Linked DNA regions of Mus musculus: region 1 is linked to region 2. A link is a contact called in public Hi-C data. All regions are on one chromosome and are shown on one strand. The core of a region is the stretch at or near the end of the contact, and the rest is flanking DNA. Distances in the headings are between cores, read along the strand shown. Region 1 overlaps Pik3r5 (phosphoinositide-3-kinase regulatory subunit 5). Region 2 overlaps Ntn1 (netrin 1).

Region 1 (6,903 bases), core at 3,364-5,863, 250 kb before region 2:
TTTGGAAGCTAAGACAGGCATTTGTCATGATGATTAAGCCAGGTTGTGGCTTCCACCAGAGCGAGACCCAAACTGGACTCTGATTTTCGCTAGTCCCAAGATTTGTGGCAAATGCCTGAGCTTCCCCCAAACCTCAGTTTGCTCATCTGTGAAGTGGGGATGGTGATGGTGCAGATGTCAGGAGGCTGTGGGGAGGAAACACAAGGCCCTAATTGAGCATCCCTGAGAGATCTATACCACACAACCATCTCTGCCACACTTGCCTGCCCTCCGGGACTTATCTCACTGTGGACATTGTCCCTGGGCTGGTCAGGCAAGGTCATCCAGGACACTGAGGAAGTGTTGGAGCAGTCCTGTGGATCTGAGGACCAACCAGGAAACCAGAAGAGGAAGCAGAACCTCCAAACTGAGCCATGCAAACGACATGCAAAGAGGGATAAACTCCCAGACCCAGATGCCCAGATCTCAGAGCCTCAATCTAGGCAAATCCTCCTGTCTCCCCATCTAGATGGAGAACAAGCACCCCCTGAAAAGTAAGCCCTTTGTGAGCTGTCCCACAGATGTCCCTAGAGAATGACACATCGGGAAACTGGGATGGCAAAGCAGCACCCATGAACCATATCGTCTTCCATTTCCTGACCACCTACTATGTGCCCAGGACAGAGCAGGCACGAGTTCCTGGGTGGAAGACATTGACTCTGACAACCATACAAAGGGGGACTCCTGGGAGATGACAAAGGCTATGAAGAGTGGATAGTGCTGGGAGAGGGAGAGCTGGCCAGCCACACAGTAGGTTATTTAGAGTCTTCAAAGAGGGGACTTAAAGCCAGACAGGGACACCTAGGGTTAAGTGAGGGGAAGAGGATTCCAGAAAGAGGAGCTAGTATTGCCAAGGTCTGGGTGTAGGAATGAGCTTGCCAAGGACCTAGACCCTGGAGCACGGTGTCAGGACACGGGGTTTGCCTGGAACACAGCCTGACCCGGGTTCCATGGCCCCAGATACTGGGATGGTGATTTGAGTTAAGAAGAATACTCATTTACTGTTCATGATCAAGCCCCTAAATGTTATTCTTGGTGATGTTGAGATGCCTCAAGGTATCTGTAAGCCCTTTCAGAACGGCTGCCACATTTGCCTTCAAACTACGTAGAATCCACTGCCCCCCAGGCAGATGAGGCAGTTTCCTGAGCTCAGCTATTTTTTCATCTTGGGCTGTGCTGGTACCCAGCGAGCCTGAATGACCATGGGGTTAACACCTGTGATGAGCGGCTGATCTCAGTGACAGTCCAAACGCTAGCTCCTATACATCATGTCTATCAGCCTGGAGCTGACGGCACCTGCCGCTGGAACAGTGAAAGCCTCTCTATAGACAACTTTAGAGACAAAATCTAGCCTTTGTCCTCATAGCTGCTCCTCCATCAATCCTAGGCCAAGTTCTTGAGGGAGATGGGAAGTCACCCCAGCTGGTCCTTTGTGGGCAAGTAGACCATACCACCAGACAGTAGACCTGGTAAGATTGATACAGGTTCACCTCCCAACTCCCTAGAATTCTCGTAATCGAGAACAGCAGGTGTTGGAACCGGCTTCCAGCCAGAGTCTACCTCTCTTGGATGGACCACGTAACTGTGACATCCTATTGAGAGGACCACGACAACTAGTCAGGTAGCATAAAAACCTGGGGTTCTCCATGCTAACGAGGGATCTAGATACACTCCCGAGTGTTTAGCCAATGAGCTTCCCTTCCTAGGTATCCCTTTCGGCAAAGGGTGTTTAATCCCTGCTTCACCCTGAATTCACATCCACCATGAGCAGAGCAGTTTGGACAAGGAGGACCCGAAGCAGGATCCTTGGGTGGGGGGATCCCAGTTGTGGGGGGAGACCATAGAACTGTGTCTAAATCTCCCAGAGAAGGCCTTCAGCCCCTCTCTACTACCGGCACTCACCAGAACCAAACCCGATTCTCCTCATCCCCAGCTCAACTATCCCCTTTCTGCCTGGCATGGGGACTAGTTTCAAATCCTCTCAGACCCCAGCTATGTCTGGGTACACAGAAAACTGAGAGCCATGGCATCCATTCCAGCCCCTGCTGTTTCTCATCAGGAAGAACACAGGCTGGGACCACCCCTTCCCCCCCATCGCAGGCTGTATTCTGCCTTCCCTGAGGGGCATGCTTCCCTGAACGCTCCGGCATCCCAGTGGCAAAGCAGACACATAGCCTGCTGCCCAACAGCCCTTCAGTTTCCACAAGAGGAATTTGGAAGCCGAAGGGGATACGGAGCCTGCTCTAGGCCACCAGGAGCACGGTAGAACTATAGGAAAGCCATACCTCTCCCAAGAGCCTGGGAGCAAGTAGGACTTTTCCTTCTTCCTAGCTGTGGCTGAACCCAAACCCCAAGTTCAGAGTGCTGAATGCCCTACATCCTAAAGTTCCCTGGAGAGGTAGCTCAGCAGTTAAGAGCACTTGCTGCTCTTGTGGAGGATCTGAGTTCAGTTCCCAGCACCCACACCAAGCAGCTCACAACCACCTGTCACCCCAGCTCCAGGGGGATGCAACATTTCTAGTCTCTCCGGGTACCTGCGTTCACGTATATATACTCACACATAAACACAGAATGAATAATTAAATAAATATTTAAAGTTCCGGAAGGCACTTGGATAGTGGCTGCAACTATCTTGGGTGGTGTTTGCATGGACCTGGAACAGCAGTGTATGTGTGTTCATCACCATAAGACTGCAAAGGGGAAAAGGGTCATCGACCATTCCGGAAGGTGCACCTGCTCTCTAAAACCAAGGGCTTGAGGGACCTGAAGACATTGTCTGAGGATATGAGTCTCCTACCAGGTGAGATACCACCAAATCATACCCAATTCATCAGGAACATTGGCAGGGAACAGGGAAGAGGCAGAAGGACAGCTTGCAAGTCCACTGTGTGGGTGGCAGGACACTAGAAAGACAGCTGGGCTTGAACAGTTTTGTTACTCTGAGTAGGTAACCATCAGGGTGGGCAACCCAGCAGTAAGAGGCAGGAGGCTAGACCACCTCTGTGGGACAGTAGTGGAGTAGGAGAAAAAGATGGGCAATTAGTGACACAGAGGAGTAGAATACCTTGCCCAGGTTTACATAGCTCAGAGGTAGTATCTTAGTTTGGGTTTTACTGCTGTGAACAGACACTATGACCAAGGCAAGTCTTATTAGGACAACATTTAATTGGGGTTGGCATATAGGTTCAGAGGTTCAGTCCATTATCATCAAGGCAGGAGCATAACAGCATCTAGGCAGGCATGATGAAGGTGGAGTTGATGGTTCTACATCTTCATCTAACGGCTGCTAGCAGAATACTGGCTTCCTGACATCTAGGATAAGGGTCTTAAAGCCCACACTCACGGTGACACACCTACCCCAACAGGGCCACGCCCTCTAATAGTGCCACTCCCTGGGCAGAGCATATACAAACCATCACAGGTAGCAAAGCCAGAATGCAAACCCAGGACGTCTGGGTTCTTAACTCTGCACACATTGCCCCTCAGCAAATCAGATGCAGTTTAGAAAGGAAAGAAAACCAATGCACTCCAAGGGAAAACTCAATTCTTGGGATTTTTCTTAAAGAGGTTGGCATTCCCGGTTGCTGGTAATCTTGAACCCTGGCATGTCTATCTACACCAGTTGCCCAGTCCAGCCTACCTCTTCCAGAAAACAGACCCCCTTATTATTCAGAAGAGGACACCCTGTGCATGGTGGCAACCTGGGCCCTGCCTCTCCAGCCTGAGGAAAGGATAGAAGTGTGAACTGGCTGTTAAGTCGCCCCTCTGCCCAACCCCTGAAGTGATGGACAAGCTGGTCTTGCTAGGAGGCCAGTGTGAGTCACCTTTGCCTTACACTGTCATGATGCAAAGGTGAGTCACGAATGAGCCTTCTCAGCCACCGTGTTTTCTTCTGCCATGCCTTGTCCTTACAGGTATCAGAGTCCAGTGTCCTGGTCTGCTGCTAGCAGCCTTCCCCAGTGTCAGCAGCACCCTTCTCCAGTACCTGCTGATGCATGCCCTTCCATCCTTCCTCCTGTAGACTCCTCGGTGCTCCCTGGCTCTAAGGAGACAACCAAGGTCAAGAGCCAGATATCCTCCAAGCCCAGGGCAGAGTCACTGATATGCTGGGCTCCCTATACTATTTCTGTCATCTAGGCGTTGGTCCATGCTCTTAAGAGTTAGGACCTGGGGCTGAAGAGATGGCTCAGCGGTTACCAGTACTTACTTTCCAAAGGACCAGGTTTCAATCGCCAACTCTCACATGTGCCTTGTCACCACCTGTATCTCTCGTTCTATGGATCCAACAACCTCTTCTAGCCTCCTGGGCAACAGGCATGCACGTGGTATGCAGACAGATATACGTACAGACAAAACACCCATAAACGTAAACACAAATAGATGACTTTTTAAAAAAAGTTGGGACCTACTGAGTGCTTGGCCTGGGAGCCTGAGGGAGGCAATAGAGGTCCCGTGGGGGAGCCCCTCGGTGAAGTACAAAGATGAGAGTGGGGGTGGGCTCATCTGGAGCCTGTGGGTGAAGTCAGCCCTTGTGCTCCACGCTTGGCCATGCACGAGGTTCGCTTTGTCAGGATGACTCACTGACAACTGCCATTCCTTATGACTTGTGGGCAGAACCCCATTGGCTCTGGGGAAGGGGTGACAGTAGACAGTGGGATGAGACCTTTTTCAAAAGCTTGAAAAGCAAGACCTGCTCCGTTCAGTATCGGATGTCCAATCCTGGGATTCCCCTCATTAAGAGGAGTCCCCTTTATAAAATTCCAGCTGCTGCCAGGCAGGCTCCCCTGATGGGCAGTGTTAAAACATTAAACAATGGCTTTTTCCTTTTCAAGTTCCTCTTCTGAGCCAGTGCAGAGGGCTGGCTGACCTTACTGAGGAAGGCTTGCCCTCAGAGACAGTGGAAGTCTGAGCCCAGACTCACTTGCTTGGATGGGAGCTCCCATCCTCCCGATGGTGTGAGTCACCTCAGCTCTCGCTAACAAGTTAATTTGAATTACTTTTCTAATTTCTCCCAGAGTTACTGGAACAGGTTCTCAAATATCTATTTCGGGAACTCTGGTTTATCAAAAGTTCAAAATGTATTGGTGAGGACAGGAATTCCCAGGTCATTTTTTCAATGATTTCTGAATCATTCTGGGGTCGGTCATATGCCTTCTCTTCATATTGGATCACTCACTCTATTGCCTAAAGTACAGGTTCAGGTTTGTATTACACATTTTATGGCCGACTTCTGCTGCTGAAATCATTGTTTTGGACACTCACACTAGGTATAGTTACTACGGTGATACCACTGTGTGGACAGCAGCTGAAAGGCTGGCTGGTCTCATTGCTCACGACTGCTTGGCTTTGTACTCTGAGGTTCTTCATTTCAGTTCATTTCTGGCTCAGCTGGGTATTCTGAGTAATGGCAGGCCAAGTGCATGGCTAAGCTCTGAGGTCTTGTAAGTCATATGTCTTTCAAAAACTACAGCGTTGTCAGTGGCGGAGCTGCTGGCTTTTATCCTCGCCCCTTCCTGATATATTATAGAAACTGCAGTTAGCAACAACAGCAACAACAACAACAAAAAAATACATGGCTGTAACAATGAAAATACTTAGAGAATGTTGTTGGATAAAAAATAACATAGAAATTAATATTTCTCAATTATTTCTTAAGATTTAGTTTACTATTATACGTCAGTACACTGTAGCTGTCTTCAGACACACCAGAAGAGAGCATCATTACATATGGTTGTGAGCCACCATGTGGTTGGTGGGACTTGAACTCAGGACCTTCAGAAGAGCAGTCAGTGCTTTTAACTGCTGAGCCATCTCTCCAGCCCCATATTTCTCTTTACATTAAGATATGTCCTAGGGGGAAGGCCCCACTTATAATAGCATCAAGAGAAATAAAGATAATAAACTTTAAAATAAGCAATTTTTATGAATAAAACTTTTGAGAGACAGAAAAGACGAGAGCAAATGAAAACCCACATCCTCTCATTATGCAGAAAGATCCAGAACGATACAGAAGTGATGTGGAAAGGATCACAAGTCTAAAAACATGGTAATTAAAACTGCAAAAATCCTTGGACATGTGGAAGAAGCTTGGTCACCTTGAATTTGTAGATGGCTTCGCGGTGATAACGCTTGTGCTAATTATACCTGTGGCTGGGATAAAACCCCAGGACCAAGGCAACTCTGAAGGAAGAGTTTACTTGGGCATATAGTTCCAGAGGGTTAAAGCCTGCAATTGAAGGTATGGGATGACAGCAAGTGGAGTGGCAGGCACAGTAGCTGGAGCAGGAAGCTGAGAGTTCACATCTTAACCACAAGCAAGCAGACAGAGCAAACTAGAAGCAGAGGAGGCGCTTTATCATCATCATCATCATCATCATCATCACCATCACCATCATCATCATCACCATCATCATCATCATCATCATCACCATCACCATCATCATCATCTCAAAAACTACCCCCTGACCTATGTCCACTCTCAGGGCTGCACATTTTTGGGTTTACTCCCCAAAATGCCATCGACCAAGAACCAAGTGTTCAAAAGCCCAAGACTATGGGGACACGTCTCTTTCAAAGCACCACACACCAAAGAATCCAGGGCACAAAAGAAAAATCTGGACAAATTAGACCTCAGAACCAAAACTAAGTTAGATCTAAGAGCCAAAACTCTGCATCAAAGGCTCCAGTCAAGAGTGAAATGCCCACAAAACAGAAGTCTTCCCTGTCATTCAGGTGACAAAGAACTAATATCCAGATAGGCAAAGGACTACACCCCAACCCCATCGCCATCACTGCCCAGATAGATGAAGGACTTGAAGGAATAGTTCCCTAGAGGAATATGCAGGTGGCTAATAAGCACTTGAT
Region 2 (6,549 bases), core at 1,445-3,944:
TCTAGCAAAGTGCATCTGACTGTGTAGAAATCTATAGACTGCAGTCTGGGTGGCTAAGAGGTCTAAGACCAAGCTACCACCCTTCTCTGCTTCCAAAATGCCACCTTGTTGTTGTGGCACCACATGATGGGAGGGACAAGGGCTCAGTTAAGCCTCTAAGAGGGCCACTGCTCTGCACATGAGGGTGGAGCCCACATACTGCTGAGTTCACTTTTTAAGGGCTCCTAACTCCTAAATACTGCCCTCTGGGCGGGACACCAATTTGAGGCCCAGGGCAGGGTGTGAGAGTTCTGTGTGGCCCCAAGCTGGCAGAGCTGTTGCTCAGTCACCTGGCCAAGTGGGATCACATATCAGCAAGTGGTATCTAGGTGTGGTCTGGAGACCTTGGTCATTCCTGATCAGAAGCAGCAACCAGCAGCCGGTCAGAGGTGACAGCAGTCCTGGTGTGTGCCACGCGGCTGCCAGAGCGTGCTCTCCCTAAGCGCACAGAGCAGGTCTGTTTGAGGTCACGGCTGCGATGTGTATTTTGAATCTTTTCAGCGGTATGTGCACTGCAGGGACTTGGCCCATGCACTGTGTGTGCAGCTCATACTTGGTGGGCTTTGTAATGTGCGGAGGCGTTGCCAAGGGCAGCGGAAATGTGGATTTTTTTTTTCAGCATAATCACATGAATCCTGCTGCCACCCTCCCCTGCCCCTGGGCCTGGACTGTCTCAGCCTGCAGTTAGGAAGGTCCCTACAGACAGAAGGAACTAACTTCTTAATTCTTGAACATAGCCGTGTCCAGTGGGGACCTGCAGGGCTCTGGTGAAGCAGGTCCTCTTGAGGCCTCTGGTAGTCTCTAGGGAGTGGAGCCTGCCTTTCCAGGATAATTCACGGACAGGCCTGGGGTGAGCCGGTGATGCTTATCTTCAGAGCTGTTGCAGGAGCACGAGAAGGAAAGTCTCCTGGGGAACCTGGGGGTCCAGCCCAAGCCCACCTTGTCTAGCCAGCTCTTCTCCTGAGTCCTTTTCTGTAAAGCTGAGACCCTCTCAAGCCTGTCCATCAGGCTGATGCCCAAGACCTCTCTAGTTATCCTGGCATGAGGCCCACCCTCATGACCTCATCATAATTGCCTCTGGAAAGGCCCCGTCTCTAGATTGTTCTTCTCTGAGGTGCAGGGATGTAAGGGCTCCAGCAAAGGAGCTTGGGGCATCAATGCTCTGAGTCTGGGATTAGACTACATCATCAAGGGCCCTGCCAGAGGGCCCTCCACACATCCAGCCCATTCTTGGTCAGGCAACACTGGCTGGCCAAGGGCTGCCACACAGGGAAACTGCTGTGTCCTGAGAGGCTCATTCTGCATTCAGCTCATTCCCAGGAAAGGAAACCAGGGCTCTGGCGGGAGTTCTCCCGACCACTTAGCTGAGGAGGCACTCAGTTGCCACGGTGACCTCTGTCAGCACAGTCACTTCTCTAGGCTGGAGGGTTTCCCCACCCCCCACCCTCAGAGTTCACACTGAGTGTTGAATCCCTTGGTGACAAAAACATGGAAACGGTTGCCATGGCAGCCATTCTTTGGAGCCCTCAGACTGAAGTGCAAAGTTCAGGATGCCCAGAACAGCTGAAATGAAAATATGGGAAAATCTGCCACTTCCCTCGCCCAGGAGGGCAGGTTGGAGCGTCCGGTGCTCCTCTGCACCAGCTGTCTGCTTCCCAACCTTGGCCAGCCAATGTGGGCACAGGAAGGGAGCAGGGTGCTCTCCCCTATACACCAGAGACCTTAATGGGGAGTCACCTGGAGCAGCAGGGACCCAGGCAGGCTTTCTGACTGTGGAAGAATCAGGGAAGTGATGAGCTGGGCTTCCCTGGGGTTTCTAAGTCAGGGGGCTCAGGACAGTCAGTTGGTCAGGTGGTCCTCAGCATAGTCCAGGGGTAGTGCTTCCCTGCCCTGAGGGAGGAGGCATACACTGTGTGACATATGGGGTCAGCGCAGGGAAGGAGCACTGGCGATGGGGATAGGAACAATGTCTGCCTCCCTTGAATGAGACTGAGCACAGCTGAGGCCTTCTCTAGGAATCTCCTGGACTGTAGAGGGTGATTGGCTGTGTGTTCCTCTCTCGCCAGCAATTCCCAAGTAGGCTCCGAGAGGCTCTGGTGGCCTAAGATGGGCCAACCACGGGCTTCTACAGCCAGCAGTTTTCGGGAAGCCAATGCAAACACACTACTTACCACACACAGCCTCTCAAAAGCCCAGCACCAAGGGAATTCTTGAAGGGAACCTGGTGTTCCCTCCATCTTTTGCTGTTGTTGTGTGTGTACACACATGGAGTGTTTGTGTGTGTGTATGTAGGTCAGAAGTTGAGTTTGGGTATCTTCCTGTTGTCCTCCACCTTGTTGGGAGAAAGAAGACTGTCTGTCATTGAACTGAGAACATGCCAAGCACCAAGGATCTGCCGTCTTCATGGCCCAGTGCTGGGATTGTAGTTACGAGTCCTGCTTTGCTCATGAGTTCTAAACTCATGGTCTGGCAAATGCTTCCTTGACTGAGCCACCTCCTAGCCTCTCCCTCATAAGCATGCCCTTCTACTTTAAAGTGCCTTCAGTAGGGACATCTTTTCACATATCTGCCGCTCCTCTCCAGTGTCTTCCCCCAGTAGCAGCAGCACTCCTGGGGAGAGCATGTGAACTGGGGACTTTACCCAGTTCTGGTGAGTCAGAAGCTCAAGGGTGGGTGGAGTCAGCACCGCACCATTTGCAGAAGCTCTCCAGGGACCTCTGGCGCAGTCTGGTTTGAGAACCCCTGTAGAAGAAGACTGGGGGTGGGGGGAGGGAGTGGGACAGTGCTGAACCTGAGAGGCTCCAAGGGAGCTAGCAGCCTGGCAGGGAGTATTTTTGAGGACCCTGGCTGACCCTGGAAAAGCACTCTGGCCATGTGAGTGGCAGACTCTCTTGATGCTGCGTACTAAAATTCCCTGATGGGCTGTTTCAATTTCATTGAAGTCAGGATGATTTTGGGGGACAGGTGCCATCCTAAGGCTTGGGGTGAAGTGGCTGGAGCCTTTGGAAGTCTAGGCATGTGAGGTGCTCCTCATTTCCAGAGGAGTCAGCCCTGCTGTCATCAAAGCCACCTGCCCTCAGGGGCAAGCAGACTATCTAGAGAGCTAGGGGCATGCTTAATCCATCTACCCCGCTTCCCTGGAGTCTCCCTTATGGATCTCAACATGTTCCAAGAGGCAGTGTTGGGCGGGGGGCACCTTCAACAAAGGCAGGAGCAACACTTCTTGGGATAGGGGCTTTGGCCCAGGTATTAGCTCAGGTTCTGGGATGAGCTTAGCTCACCCATTGCCCGTGGGGAGCCCTTTGCAGTCACTTTCCAGATCCCACTCCAGGTTCTTGTAGGACATCGTGCAGGTCGGGCCCATCCCATCCCAGGACCTGGGCACCTGGCTGCACTTCCCAGCCATGGCCCACACCACTTGTTTGCTTCCTCACAGCTGTCCAGATCCACATCCTGAAGGCCGACAAAGCAGGGGACTGGTGGAAGTTCACCGTGAACATCATCTCCGTGTACAAGCAGGGCACAAGTCGTATTCGCCGTGGTGACCAGAGTTTGTGGATCCGCTCACGAGACATCGCCTGCAAGTGTCCCAAAATCAAGCCCCTCAAGAAGTACTTGCTGTTGGGTAATGCCGAGGACTCACCTGACCAGAGTGGCATCGTGGCAGACAAGAGCAGCCTGGTGATCCAGTGGCGGGACACATGGGCACGGCGGCTGCGCAAGTTCCAGCAACGGGAGAAGAAGGGCAAGTGCAAGAAGGCCTAGCGCGGAGGTGGCGCGGGCTCCAGGAGGGCGGGCAGGGCGCTGGCAAAGGCTGGCAGCCTTGGACTTGGCCGTCAGGGGTTTTTTTGGGAGGGTGGGGGCGGGGCGAAGTCGAAGTGGGGCGGGGCCCTCAGCGGCTCCGCCCCAGCCCCACCCTCACACCCCTGGCTGCGCTCTTATGCGCATGGCAGAAAGCACCCTGTATTGACAGGCCAGGCCCTGGAGAAATGAGGACAAGACATAGCTACCTCACGGCGCTCCTTCCAGAACAGAGATGCGCTTCCCTAGGGCTAGGTGGGGGTCGCCGTGGAGGGGTTAGGGAGGTCCTGAGAGGCGGGAACAGAATGGCACAGTGGTCTACAGTCGCTGTGTTTGATGGTTATTGAAGGGGGATGTAAGAACTGTGAATTTTTGGGCCTGCAGCCTGGGCAGGGGCAACCAATCCACCACCAGACACTAGTCACGCCCCCCTCCTTTCTCCATCACCCGCTGTCTAGGAATTCCCACAGGACTCCAGACTCTGACAACAGGTCCCTATGTTAGAGGGCCCGATGACACTGGGATCAGCCAGCTTTGGTCTCCACTGCCACCTGCTGGGCTGGTCTCCTGGGTGGAGTTCACCATCTGTAGGGAGGGGAGAGTTCTCCTGGGGCCTGCTCTACTCCAGTGGGGCTGGCCCAGGCTCCTGGCCCATCAGAGGGCCTAGGGCCTAAGGACCCTGAAGTCAAGCCGGGTGGTCACTGCCTCTGCTGGAGCTGCCTGTGGAAGGAGGCATTGCAAACCAAAACCTCCCAGAGAGTTTCCTTGCTGGAAACTTGGAAACAGCCCTTTTTATGACATTTTCCAGGGGAGGGGGAGGGGTACTGGCGGGGGTTTAGGGCAGTGACACTATTTGTGTAATGACATCAGCTCCCACAAGGCCTCACAGCAATGTCAACAGCTGGAGAGGGCCTGGTTAAGTCTGGAATGCCAGCGGCTGTCTAGGCAGTTTGAACCAGGCTTGGGGGAAGGGGCTTGCCTGAGTCAGGGTAGGGTCGCTGCTCAGCAAGGTGCCTGGCGTCCAAGCTGGAGGGCAAGGCCAGGAATGGTCAGGTTCTTGGGGTCCAAGCATTCTGTGACTGCTTCCTGCTGCCGCCCTCACTGCTGGCTCCCCAGAAAAGGGACATAGACTCCTTGGTTAAGAAACCCACTCTAGCTCCCAGCTGTCTTGGTCTAGCCTGGGCAGTCTGGTCTATTCCTTTCTGGCTGCCTTCTTTGTGGAGGTCCCCAGGCCCTCCTGTATGCCTAGCTCTCTTTTCTCTTAGAGACTTAATGTCCTCACGCAGGCAGCTCCAAGCTTCCCTTCTGGTTGCTTCCCAGGCCCCTTTAGCCTTTCCCTGCCTCCCTGTACTCGGGCCTCTAGCCTCGCGCCCCGCACACTGGATGAGAGGCCTGGCCCTCTCAGTCAGGAAATTGGTTTCATTTCTCCTGCCCACTTGGCTGCCCTGAAGGGCCATATGAGGGATGAAGCTCAGCCCCTCAGTGACACGGCTCCCTCTGCTTCTCCACTTCTGCCCACATCACCACTGCCACTTACTGAGCACCCTCTTGGTGCCAGGCACTTTACCCATATGCTCCTGGCCTGTTTTCACCACAAACCTGCGAGGCAGGGATTCACTCTTGTCTTCGTGTTCACCAGTAAAAAGACATGTCCACGTGCCCAAGGTCACACCAGCACCGGTACTCAGACTCTGACCTCACCACAGTTGCACATCAGCAGTTAGCCCTCTTGACACTCCCACAGTAGGCGAGGGTTGGGTGGGATAGTGGTTACCACTGAGACCCAGGCAGCTTGTCTCTAGAGAACTCTGAGGATATGAGCCTGGAGTATGGTCTGGGACAGACCCAGCAACACCTCCTGAGGAGGCATCGGGAGTGGCGGGGAATGAGGAATGGACTCCCTAGTGGAAAGCCGCAAGATCCAGGAAGACAGGCATGGCCATCTGAGAGGGCCTGGAGAGGTGGCTTAGCTGCTTCCCTAGCCGGAGGAAGACTAAGGCTTCAGAGGGAGGCTGGCATGAGCACACAGACCTACCCTGGCAAGGGTCAGGTGGCTTCCCTGGTCCAAGCTTGAGATTGAGGGCAAGGTCCACTATCCAGGAGAGCCAGTATGGTTTGTTGGGTACCATCTGTAGCAAATAACATCCAGCTGTACAGCAGGGGTCTCATTTCTGTACCAGCATGTCTAATGCTCTGGCCAGCTTCCACCCTTGAACCCTGGAGTCCAGTCTCACCTGGTATCCAGCGAAGTCTCTTAACTAGACTTCCCCCACGCCCCTGCTAAGCAACAGAGACGTCTTGTTAGAAATCTACCAAGGCCTCCTGCCCTGCCCTCTGTGGCCTGCTCAATGGGGGCTACATTAAATAGCCAAAATGAGCCAAGTTGTGGATAAGGTCATTGCTGAGGGAGCAGGGTTTGTCACAGCCACCACCTCTGTGGACCAGAATCCAGCCCACCTCTCCTCTGCCTGAGAGCCAGCCTTAGGGAGGCAGCTGTCTCCTACCCACCCTAGGGAGGAGATGGAAAGGGGGAAGAAGACATCCTCTTTGTACAGTTAGGAAGGGGTGCAAAATGGAAGTAGGTTTTTGAGTTTGAGAGTGTATTAACAGAGTTGTGATATGTAGGTCTTTGAAGAAAACCATACCAGGTTAGTCACTTACCAGTCAAGATTTCCCAGCTGTCCCTTTGCTTACCATTTGGGTAGTCTG

Evidence for each region. A called contact is a pair of places that touch in the nucleus more often than the background predicts.
Region 1: a Hi-C map of pancreatic cancer cells shows a contact between it and region 2. The contact joins two enhancer-like sites. A contact is called at or near these places in 1 of 484 Hi-C or Micro-C datasets (pancreatic cancer cells), 1 of 115 datasets of contacts at active chromatin or transcription factors (double positive thymocytes) and 3 of 9 other capture datasets (adipose tissue, embryonic stem cells and liver).

What each region holds. Positions count from the first base shown.
Region 1 is chr11:68,466,116-68,473,018 of GRCm38.p6, reverse strand. The region is part of intron 1 of Pik3r5 (phosphoinositide-3-kinase regulatory subunit 5); the gene reads right to left. Among named protein-coding and RNA genes, the nearest start is that of Pik3r6, 33 kb to the left of the region's middle. Within about 2 kb of position 4,613, at least 53 of the 459 cell types and tissues checked have an H3K27ac peak or open chromatin away from gene starts, as enhancers often do. A contact at or near this core is called in pancreatic cancer cells, where this site is marked.
Region 2 is chr11:68,210,261-68,216,809 of GRCm38.p6, reverse strand. Ntn1 (netrin 1) reads left to right here. Exons shown (of 7, transcript NM_008744.2): 7 at 3,476-6,549. The coding sequence ends at 3,804. Among named protein-coding and RNA genes, the nearest start is that of Mir6406, 7.4 kb to the left of the region's middle. Within about 2 kb of position 2,694, at least 97 of the 459 cell types and tissues checked have an H3K27ac peak or open chromatin away from gene starts, as enhancers often do. A contact at or near this core is called in pancreatic cancer cells, where this site is marked.